2 separate regions of the Anas platyrhynchos genome follow, and region 2 is linked to region 1. The links are chromatin contacts, called in public Hi-C maps. All regions are on one chromosome and are shown on one strand. Each heading gives the region's core, a stretch centred on a gene start, on an enhancer-like site or on the middle of the called end of the contact. The rest is flanking DNA. Distances are from core to core; before and after follow the strand shown.

Region 1 (4,307 bases), core at 680-3,179:
GCAGCTCAAAGCGCTTATTATCAAAAAAAGGTCAAAATAAAAGTTGAAAAATACTTTTTTTTCATACTTTCTCTACAGGTAAAACAGCCAGGAGGAAAGCTATACAAATGCAGTCTATATATCCAGATCCACATGAGAAGGATTTTCAAATGTATGTTTTTGAATTCCAGCATTTCTGAGCTGTTGCTTGAAAGGGGGCATTTTTAACCTGTTTGTTTAATATTACTAAATATTTTTCTTAAAAAAAAATAGGAAAAATGTGAAGATTTTTGTATTTTGTAGCTTTTGATGGCTATTTTCTATTTAAAGATTAATTGTGAATTATTCCAGATCCGAAGCTGTGTAACAGCTGTTTTTTCCCATGTACAGGACAAAATTCATGTGACAGAGCATTATTCTCACAAGCCTGTTCTCTTTGGTAAAGCTTTCATGTAAGAATCTGCTTATATTTGTAATTGTATGATGTTTAAAAATAGAAATATTCAACATCCCCCAGTAGTTGTCTGACCCCTTGTTTGCTTGTTTTCCGAGTTATGCCTGAACACCCGATAGATTTCCAGCTATACTGTGCCACCCCGTGTAAGAAATGAGAAATTGCACAACTCTGCTGACCATCATGACACAAGTTTGGAGTTGTCCTGCAGACGATCACCCTCTGTGCGTTTTGAAGACAGTTTTGAGATTATCAGTAATTGCATAACATTTAGAAAAGCACACAGAGATCTAGTATGAAACTTTTTTTTTTTAAAAAAAAAAAAAAAAAAAAAAACACTTTCGTTAGTGGGAAGACTTTAAACCTTTTAATAGTGGCCCTTCATATATTACTGGACTAGGAAGATTGTCACAGATACCCTTGATTTTCAGAGCTCAGTTAAACCCAGCTCAGGCTGGAGTAATTCCAACTGTTCATGAACAGTCCAGTTCAGCAGACTGAGATCTCTAGCCATTCAGTCTTAAGCACAAACTGTTCATGAAATTCCTGTACTCAGATCTCTGCTAATAAAAACCAGGATGCTATGGCCATGGGATACTCAAAGTAGGTACACTAGTAGTAAGTTTGCAGCCAGGAACTGACAGAAAAATGTAACATCCTTAAGCACTGAATAATGCTGCTTGGTCATCTTCTGTGGCAGTTACTTCCATAAATGCAAAAAGGGGACAAAAGAGGTACAAGAATAAAATATTGTTTACTTTTTGCTGTTTCCCATTACAGTTTTACCGTATTTCTCATACAAGTAGTTACATACTCCTTTATATTTAAGCTTTGTATTCCTAACTATTAGCTGATAAGTTTATGTTACAATAATGCCTGCATGCCTCTGGCTGTTTGCTGTGAATTATACTAAGTCCTTAAAAATATTCCAACCAATTTACCTTAATTGCTTTATTTCCTGTTATCCTTAGATTTTATCTTTGCTGGGGGGAAGGGAGGGTCCTCTGCTTTCTATTCTTTTTTATAAATATTTTCCTTTCTCATCTTTTTCTTCATTTTCTGCATGTGCCCTTATATCATGTTTTTACTCTTCTCCACACGTCGCGTTTATTAAAAGTTCCTTCTGCACCCTACAATAAAACACTGTTGTTCTTGTTGCTTCTTTCACCGTCGGGCAAGGCTTTGGCTGTGAGGGCCAAGCATTAAGCCAGCGGCCCTCTCTGACTGCAGCGACGCGTCAGTGGCAAGCTGCCGGTTGTGCGTGTGGCTGGATGATTGTGCCAGCGCTAGAAATGTGTATATTCGTGTGCCGTGAGCTGTACGGCTGCAGGAATCAACTGGTGTCGAGGGAAGGGAACGGCCGCCAACAGCCGCCGCCCTCACAGCCCTCACAGGAGCCTCGCGCGCCGCCAACGGCCGCCAACGGCCGCCCGCCCGGCCCCGCCCCGCCCCTCAAGCCCCCGAGCCCCGCCCCCCGAGCGCGCACGCGCCGAGTGCCGGAGGGCGGGCTCGCCCCGCACGCATGCGCGGCGGCGGTCACGTGAGCCGGGCGCTGGGGGCGCTTCCGGGGCCGCGCGGGGCGGCGCGCAGCGCAGCGGGACCTCGGCGCGGCGGCCCCGGCACGGCCCGGCCCGGCCCGGCACGGCCCCTCCCGGCAGGTGCGGCGGGGGGCGGGGGCTGGGGGCCGGGGGGGGCCGGGGCTTTCCCGCTCGGTAGGGCCCGGGGGCAGGCGGGCGCTGTGGGCGCGGCTCCCCGGGGCCGGGGGGTGCCCGGGGGGTGCCCGGGGGGGCTGAGCGCTGTGAGGCGGCTGCGTGGTGGGGACGGGGCGGTGACGGGGCTGAGCGCGGGGAGGCTGCGGGCTCCGTGCGGGCTCCGTGGGGCCGGGCCGCCGCGCCTGTCCCGCGGGTGAGCGCTGCGCGAGTCCTGCCCCAGTGCCGCGGTGCCGGCCGAGGGCTGGGCACGGGGCGCTGCTGGGTGAGGAGATGGGGCTGTGTCAGTGCTCACCGCCCAGATGAGTATTGTCCCGTGAACTCAAGGATGAAAAATTAAAAAAACAAACAAACAAAAACCCAACAAACACTTGCAGAAGGCCTTAATCAGAAATGAATCCGCGCATTCTGTCATCTCTCTAATTCTTGAGTACCAGGGGCTGCTCAGGGCGCCTGTTGGCCTGCCGCTGTCAGATCTGCTTTGCAGGTCAGGAGCCTTCTCACCACCACTACAGCTGGTGTTTGCCCCCACCCTAGCTCAGCCCCCTCGGTGTTAGCGACGGCTTTGGGAGCTAAATCCCCTTCCAGGAAAAAAGATGAGAGCGCAGCTTGGCTTCTGGTGCCAGCAGTAATACGCCCCCACGGAAAGCCAACACGGGGTTAATCTGGTGGCCTGGAAACGGAAATCCTTTTTGTTAGCTGTAGCAGAGGAGAAACGACTTCAGTGTTGTGTTCCTTTGTGGTTATGTTGTGGTTCCGTGAGTGACACTGTAGCATACCTGGTGAGATGCTTGCAAGTATGAAAGGCGTTGGTGATCACCAAAGTCCGGTGGCTGCAGGAAGGGAGCAGAGCTGCGTGGCAGTCCTGCATCCGGATGGCCTTTGGTGAAGTTTCCAACCTTTGGATACTTCTTTAAGCTAAGTGCAGAGTAAAATGACAGGTTTGCTGTTGAGGAACTGTGGCATTGAATTAGCTGTGAAGCGCTCTAGGACCAGGCAGAAATTAGCTCATTTTCTTCTACGTGACTAATGCAGACTTGCATTATTAGTGTGGCACTTCTCAAACCTAACCTTTAGATTAAAAAAGAGAAGTCAGTGCTGCCACAGGAGCTATAGGAATACTGTCCTAAACTTTGCTTTACTTTGTACAAGCAGAAAGAGAGCTCCTTTTCTGTTTTGTAAGCATTAATATTATGTTAAAATCAATGGCCAACTAGAAAGTCAGTGCTTCTCCAACTTTCCTGAAGCAGAAGACTACCTTTCCTCCTTAATTTCTCATTCTTCTAGTTGACAAGGGCTTTTGTGCTTGAGTATTTAAGCCAAAACTTCCAAACCAGCTACTTAGTCTGCCTGTTAAGTGGGACACGGAACTGAATTAGCCTAAACTCCTCCTTTTCTGATCTAGGGCTTGGAACTCGGCTGGGAAGTTGTTTGCAGTTATGCTATGCAGTATTCAGTGGATGATTGCTTTAAATCTACCTCTAAAGAATTCTCGTTAGTAGCTTCTTGTCACGCGGGAAGCGTTTTCTAAAAGTATCTTAAAATTTGATGGTAGTCTAAGTAACTTCTAAACTGTGTGCCTGTCTTAGTGTATCAAGCATATGTCAGTGTAATGAAACAGACACAGGTAGGAATTGTTTCCGCACTGAAACGTGGTACATCTGAAACGAGTAGGTATTACTTGGTGTTCAGCATGAATCAAAGATGTAGTGATAAAACTTCAGGTCTTAGGGAAAAACTCTTCTTAAACTCCTGGGGGAGCTGTATAGTCTGAATGTAGTGCAGGCACGCTCCAAAGTAGCATCTTACAGCCACCAGCACAGTGACAGGGTTGGTTTCTTTTTTCTGTCAGTTTTCTTTTCCATCTGCCCTTTAAGAGTGAAGTAATGAGTTGATACTTTATTTTAGGTTTAGAGTTCTTTTCAGTGAACCGTGTTAGCCTCAGATGGTCTGTTCCATGCTGATTGTAACCACTGCGTTCTCTTAACTTGACTGCATGGGATATCTTGTGAAACTTCTTGTGCTTCATCTCAGTGTCCCAAAACAAATGTATGAAGAGCTACTTACCAATTCCATGTTCCTACTGATGAAACTATGATTTTATCTCCAAGCAAATACTTAAAATTCATTTTTGCAAACACTCAGCAGGTTAGTACTCAGGAGAA
Region 2 (4,307 bases), core at 717-3,216, 320 kb before region 1:
CAGAATGCTATTTTAGAAATGTTCAGTTAATTCTTTCCTAATTTCTACTTAGAAACTTTGCATCTTATAATGGAAGTATAAGGTTTGTGGGAAATCAGATACGTTTTAAGTGATAGTTTAGCTGATAGAATCTCTTTGTCTGCTCTCCATATTTATAGAAAGTTTTTTCTACTTTCTAAGTTTGAAAGTAATAATTGATGTGGGTTTCCCCCCTCTAAAATTCCTCACAAAGACAAAATAGTGACAATAGTGACATACAAAGTTCTCCATTTCTAATTTATATTGACATACTCTACTGAAGCTTTTTTTTTTTTTTTTTCCTTTTTTGCGTAGAAGAACAGTACTAAACTGCACTGAAATTTAGCCCCTTCAAGAAAACTTTTTATTAGCTTCTCTGGAGGCACAAGCAGTGTGAGGAAATAGGGAAGCTTGTAGAGGCTGATGATTGGCTTACAGAGCATGCAGGCTGAAAGAATGCACGTCTATCTAATCTTACATCAGTAACAGGATACTTAACATATGGCTAGGGTGCAGAAGTTTGCATACAGCTCACCCAGCCAACACCCCTTTACTGGGGCTCGCAGGAATGTAGGAGAAAAAAGTCTGTGTGCTGCAGGAGTTGTTCTGGCATTAGCAGTCACCCCTTCCTGATTCAGAGGTTTATTAGTCTCCGCTGTACGGTGCAGATTCCTGCTAACCATGAAACGGGTGTGGAGCCCTAGGCAGGCAGGCTTTGATAGACGAGCTTCTGACAGGCTCTCTGTTGTGCTCAGGAGAAAGTGTCCCTGAGATTGAGAAACACTAGTTATTCCAGTCTTCGTTGTTTGTCAGCTCTTGGATGTGCTTCTTCCAGCAGCAAAACCTGGGTCCGGGAGGGGCGGGGCTTGTAGGAGTTAAAGTGGTACTCCTAGCATGTGGGGCAGGCCTCCTCCCAACTATTTAACAACAAAATATACATATGTATATATATATCGATTTATTTATTTATTTTCTAATGCTACACAAATGGACTCTGAGAATGTGATTAACTTTTGATACTGACAGAATATGTGGTTTATTCAGGTAGGCAGGTTGGGGGCTCTGGATTTTTGGTACCAACATGTAGTTTCTCATAGAGGTAGGTAAAATAGATGCATGGAAGTCAACATTAAGTTTTGTGAAAAAGCATCTGCCACAGCATTTAATAGGAAACTGTTGCCATGTTCTACTTCAGGCTTCTTTCTGCTATGGTTAAAAATGTTAAAAGTCAGCTGTAAAATTTTGCTTTTCAGCTGATGTTTTTGGGGAGCTGTGAAAAACATTGTGGCAAGTGTCCTGGTTTAGTTAGACACTTCTTTCAAATGGCATGTTTTTTTTTCCTGAAACACAAGTGACAATTCTCCAACAGTGATAATATCCCTGTATTACAGGCAGCTTAGAATAGGGTGAATGTCTCGTTGTTCGTTACTCTGATAAGTGCAAGTAAGACTACTGCTATCATGTATTTGGGGTAAACAGAAAGACAGACTTGAATTATTCATCCTCTTAGATCATACTACAGTATGAAATTTTTAACATGAAACATGACCTATCATAAAGGAATTTTAAAATTAGCAATAGTAAAGACACAGACTTAGTGCTCTTCTTGAATTCACATGATAGTACACCTGTGAAGACATGAAAAAAATGTTTAAAAACTTATTTTTACCATTAATAATGCAGTACCTGGAAAACTTGCCACCTTATTCAGATAGTTCTGAGACTATGTAGATCTTAAGTGAACCCTTTATAACTGAAGTTTTGAGTGCTTAGCAGACATCAGTGGTAAGTTGGTTAGGAGCCCTTGGATCTTGAAAGAACTACTCACAGTATTAGTAATCTTTTGTGTTGCTAGATGGAAAGTTCTTTGGACCTTGGCCAGTGCCCTATAATTGTCCAGTGTTCTTCAGTGGTATTACTCTGACTGAGGGAAGAATCTCGTAGCTCAGCACAGTGACTCAGCCGTGCTGCCAGCTCAGGAGATGAGAGAGAAAACGGAAGTTTACCCATTGCCTCCTGTGTAAATTGCAAGATGTGCGATCAAGTGGAATTTTTTATTTCATATATTCTCATAGACTTACAGTTTGTACAAAAGCAGAGATACTATTTTCAAACAGAGTGTGCCATCCTCCAGATGGCAGAGCACATTGCTCGGTTGGTTGCTTTAAGACCCCTTACTACTCAAATAAGAAGTCCTGCATCTGCAGAGGGAAGTAATCTCTGTCATATTTCCTAAACTGAGGACTTGTATTTTGTTTAATCAGTTTAAAAAAAAAAAAAAAAAAAAAGTGATAAGCTTTGCTGATTAAAAATGGAAATGCTTCATCCCAGATACTATTCTTCAATTGGCATTAAGTGCCCAAGTATAGTTTACCTTCACCTAAATAGAATAATATTGATTTTTAAATAAAGATGATTTGAAAACTGATTGGAAAAAATTACTGTATGGTAACTTACTGAATGTCAAGTATTTTCAGTCAGTCACTTCTCAATTATAACATACAGTAATATAAATCAGGTATGAGTAGTTCATAGATTTTTTTTTCCCAGCTATGCTGTCAATGAGTTTAGAATGGAGAAGATTTTGATTTGACAAGACACTAATAAGGAATGGAGAACACATTATAAAAAAATAAAATTACTTCAAGTTTCTTTTCTTATAGTTAGCAATGCAGAGTATTAATCCTAGGTATTTAAGCCTTATACAAAATACTGATGTCAAGAAAAGCAGTAAATGCACTGGTATTTAAAAGAAACCAGATGTCCTGGTGCCTTTTTGAAAATCTAGTAAAAAAAAGAGTTATTACTTGGTCATCTGACATCACATGTCAGATGACAATAACAAATTGCTGAATAATGTTTATCCTTGAATGTGAAATGCTTTGGCTTAGCAGTTATAATTGTACAATTGAAGCGTGTAGACTACCTACAAGAGCAAATTTGTAGCAAGGCAGTTAATTGTATTGAGCAGGTCATTTTTATTATGCTGTCTTTTCCTCATTCTCCTCGTGGGAACTGTAATAGAACAGTTTTCTGGGAAAATCTCAACATGAGAACTTGGCTTCATAGGTCACCACATCAATGTACAAGCTACGGTAATGATCTCTATTGCTTATTAAGTGAAAATTTGGGCTAAACCATTCCTCTCAGCAGTTATTATAAAAATGTGTTGAGAAAAGCTTTGAATTGCTATTCCTAGCTATGTCAAAGATAAATAGTCTTTACCAATTTGCTATGAAAAAGGCCGGAATAGTAAGCTGTAATTTTTTCAAAAAAAAAAAAAAGAAAAAAGAAAAAAGAAAAAAAAAGAAAAAAAGAAAAAAAAAGAAAGGCAAAGATATCCTCACAATATGAAATAACATAAATGTTCAGATACCATATCAGAATAGAAAATGAGGTAAATTAAACACCGAGGTAAATTTACCTTAAAAGATAAACTTGGGTGATGTGTACAGTGAGGAAGCCTAGTGTTAAACGCCTCAGAAGAATTTGGGAAGATACAAATAAGCAGACAAGATTAAGGCCATGGCAAAATGAAGTTACATTTGCTAGACCTCATGCAACATGTGAGATTTACTGGAATCATGGACATTTCCCTGATTTAGAAGACAGTCCAAATTCAGTTACCCATAATGAAAAGCAACTGAACTGTACGTTTTACTTTCATGTACTGTGCAATAAGTACTTTTCACTGCTCTACAGTGTAAAAGAGCAAAAAATTTTATTCCCTTTAAAAAGCATTAGGTCTGCAAGTTATGCTTTTATATTTGGTTGTTCTTTCTTTTTTGAAAAAAAAAAAAAATGTATTGATATTTTACAGGGCGTATTGATGCTTTTACATCAAAGCTTATTATGCTAGAAAAGATTTCTCCAGAAATATTAAGAGAAAAACTTGGATTGATTAAGTGAGTATTTTTAGTAGTTCTTTAATAATGAATTTGAAATTATAATTAGCCTTACAAGTAACTACTTTTTTATTTCTTATCCTTTTTTACAGGCCTGCAAACTCATTGAATATACTTCATCACATTTTGAAGAAAGTGTCTGAGTAAGTTCTCTATTCTTATTGGCCATATTTATTTGCAGTGTTATCCAAGTGATCCTATTTCTTCTGTAGAATAGTTGTCTACTCTTTGATTTTTTGGAGGATTCTTTTGGATACATGAAATATTTTAGATTTTTTAGGTCTAGCACAGCATAATGTAATACCATGTAAAAGTGTTCTTAGGGTTACAGTTTCTGTGTAAATGATGCAAAAGAATAAGAGCTTGTTTCTTATGAAACACTTA

The links. Hi-C and Micro-C count contacts between places; a contact is called where the count stands out from the background.
Region 2: a Hi-C map of subcutaneous adipose tissue shows a contact between it and region 1, with 2.4 times the contacts expected there. The contact joins the enhancer-like site here to the promoter of BNIP2 in region 1. A contact is called at or near these places in 2 of 8 Hi-C or Micro-C datasets (liver and subcutaneous adipose tissue).

Annotation. Positions count from the first base shown.
Region 1 is chr11:9,452,614-9,456,920 of IASCAAS_PekinDuck_T2T, reverse strand. It overlaps BNIP2 (BCL2 interacting protein 2), which reads left to right and starts at 1,929. Exons shown (of 11, transcript XM_027465566.3): 1 at 1,929-2,091. LOC106019670 (a long non-coding RNA gene) reads right to left here and starts at 1,874. Exons shown (of 4, transcript XR_011811896.1): 1 at 1,375-1,874.
Region 2 is chr11:9,771,505-9,775,811 of IASCAAS_PekinDuck_T2T, reverse strand. ICE2 (interactor of little elongation complex ELL subunit 2) reads left to right here. Exons shown (of 15, transcript XM_027466150.3): 12 at 3,839-3,923; 13 at 4,016-4,066. Among named protein-coding and RNA genes, the nearest start is that of ICE2, 18 kb to the left of the region's middle. Within about 2 kb of position 1,966, at least 4 of the 8 cell types and tissues checked have an H3K27ac peak or open chromatin away from gene starts, as enhancers often do. A contact at or near this core is called in subcutaneous adipose tissue, where this site is marked.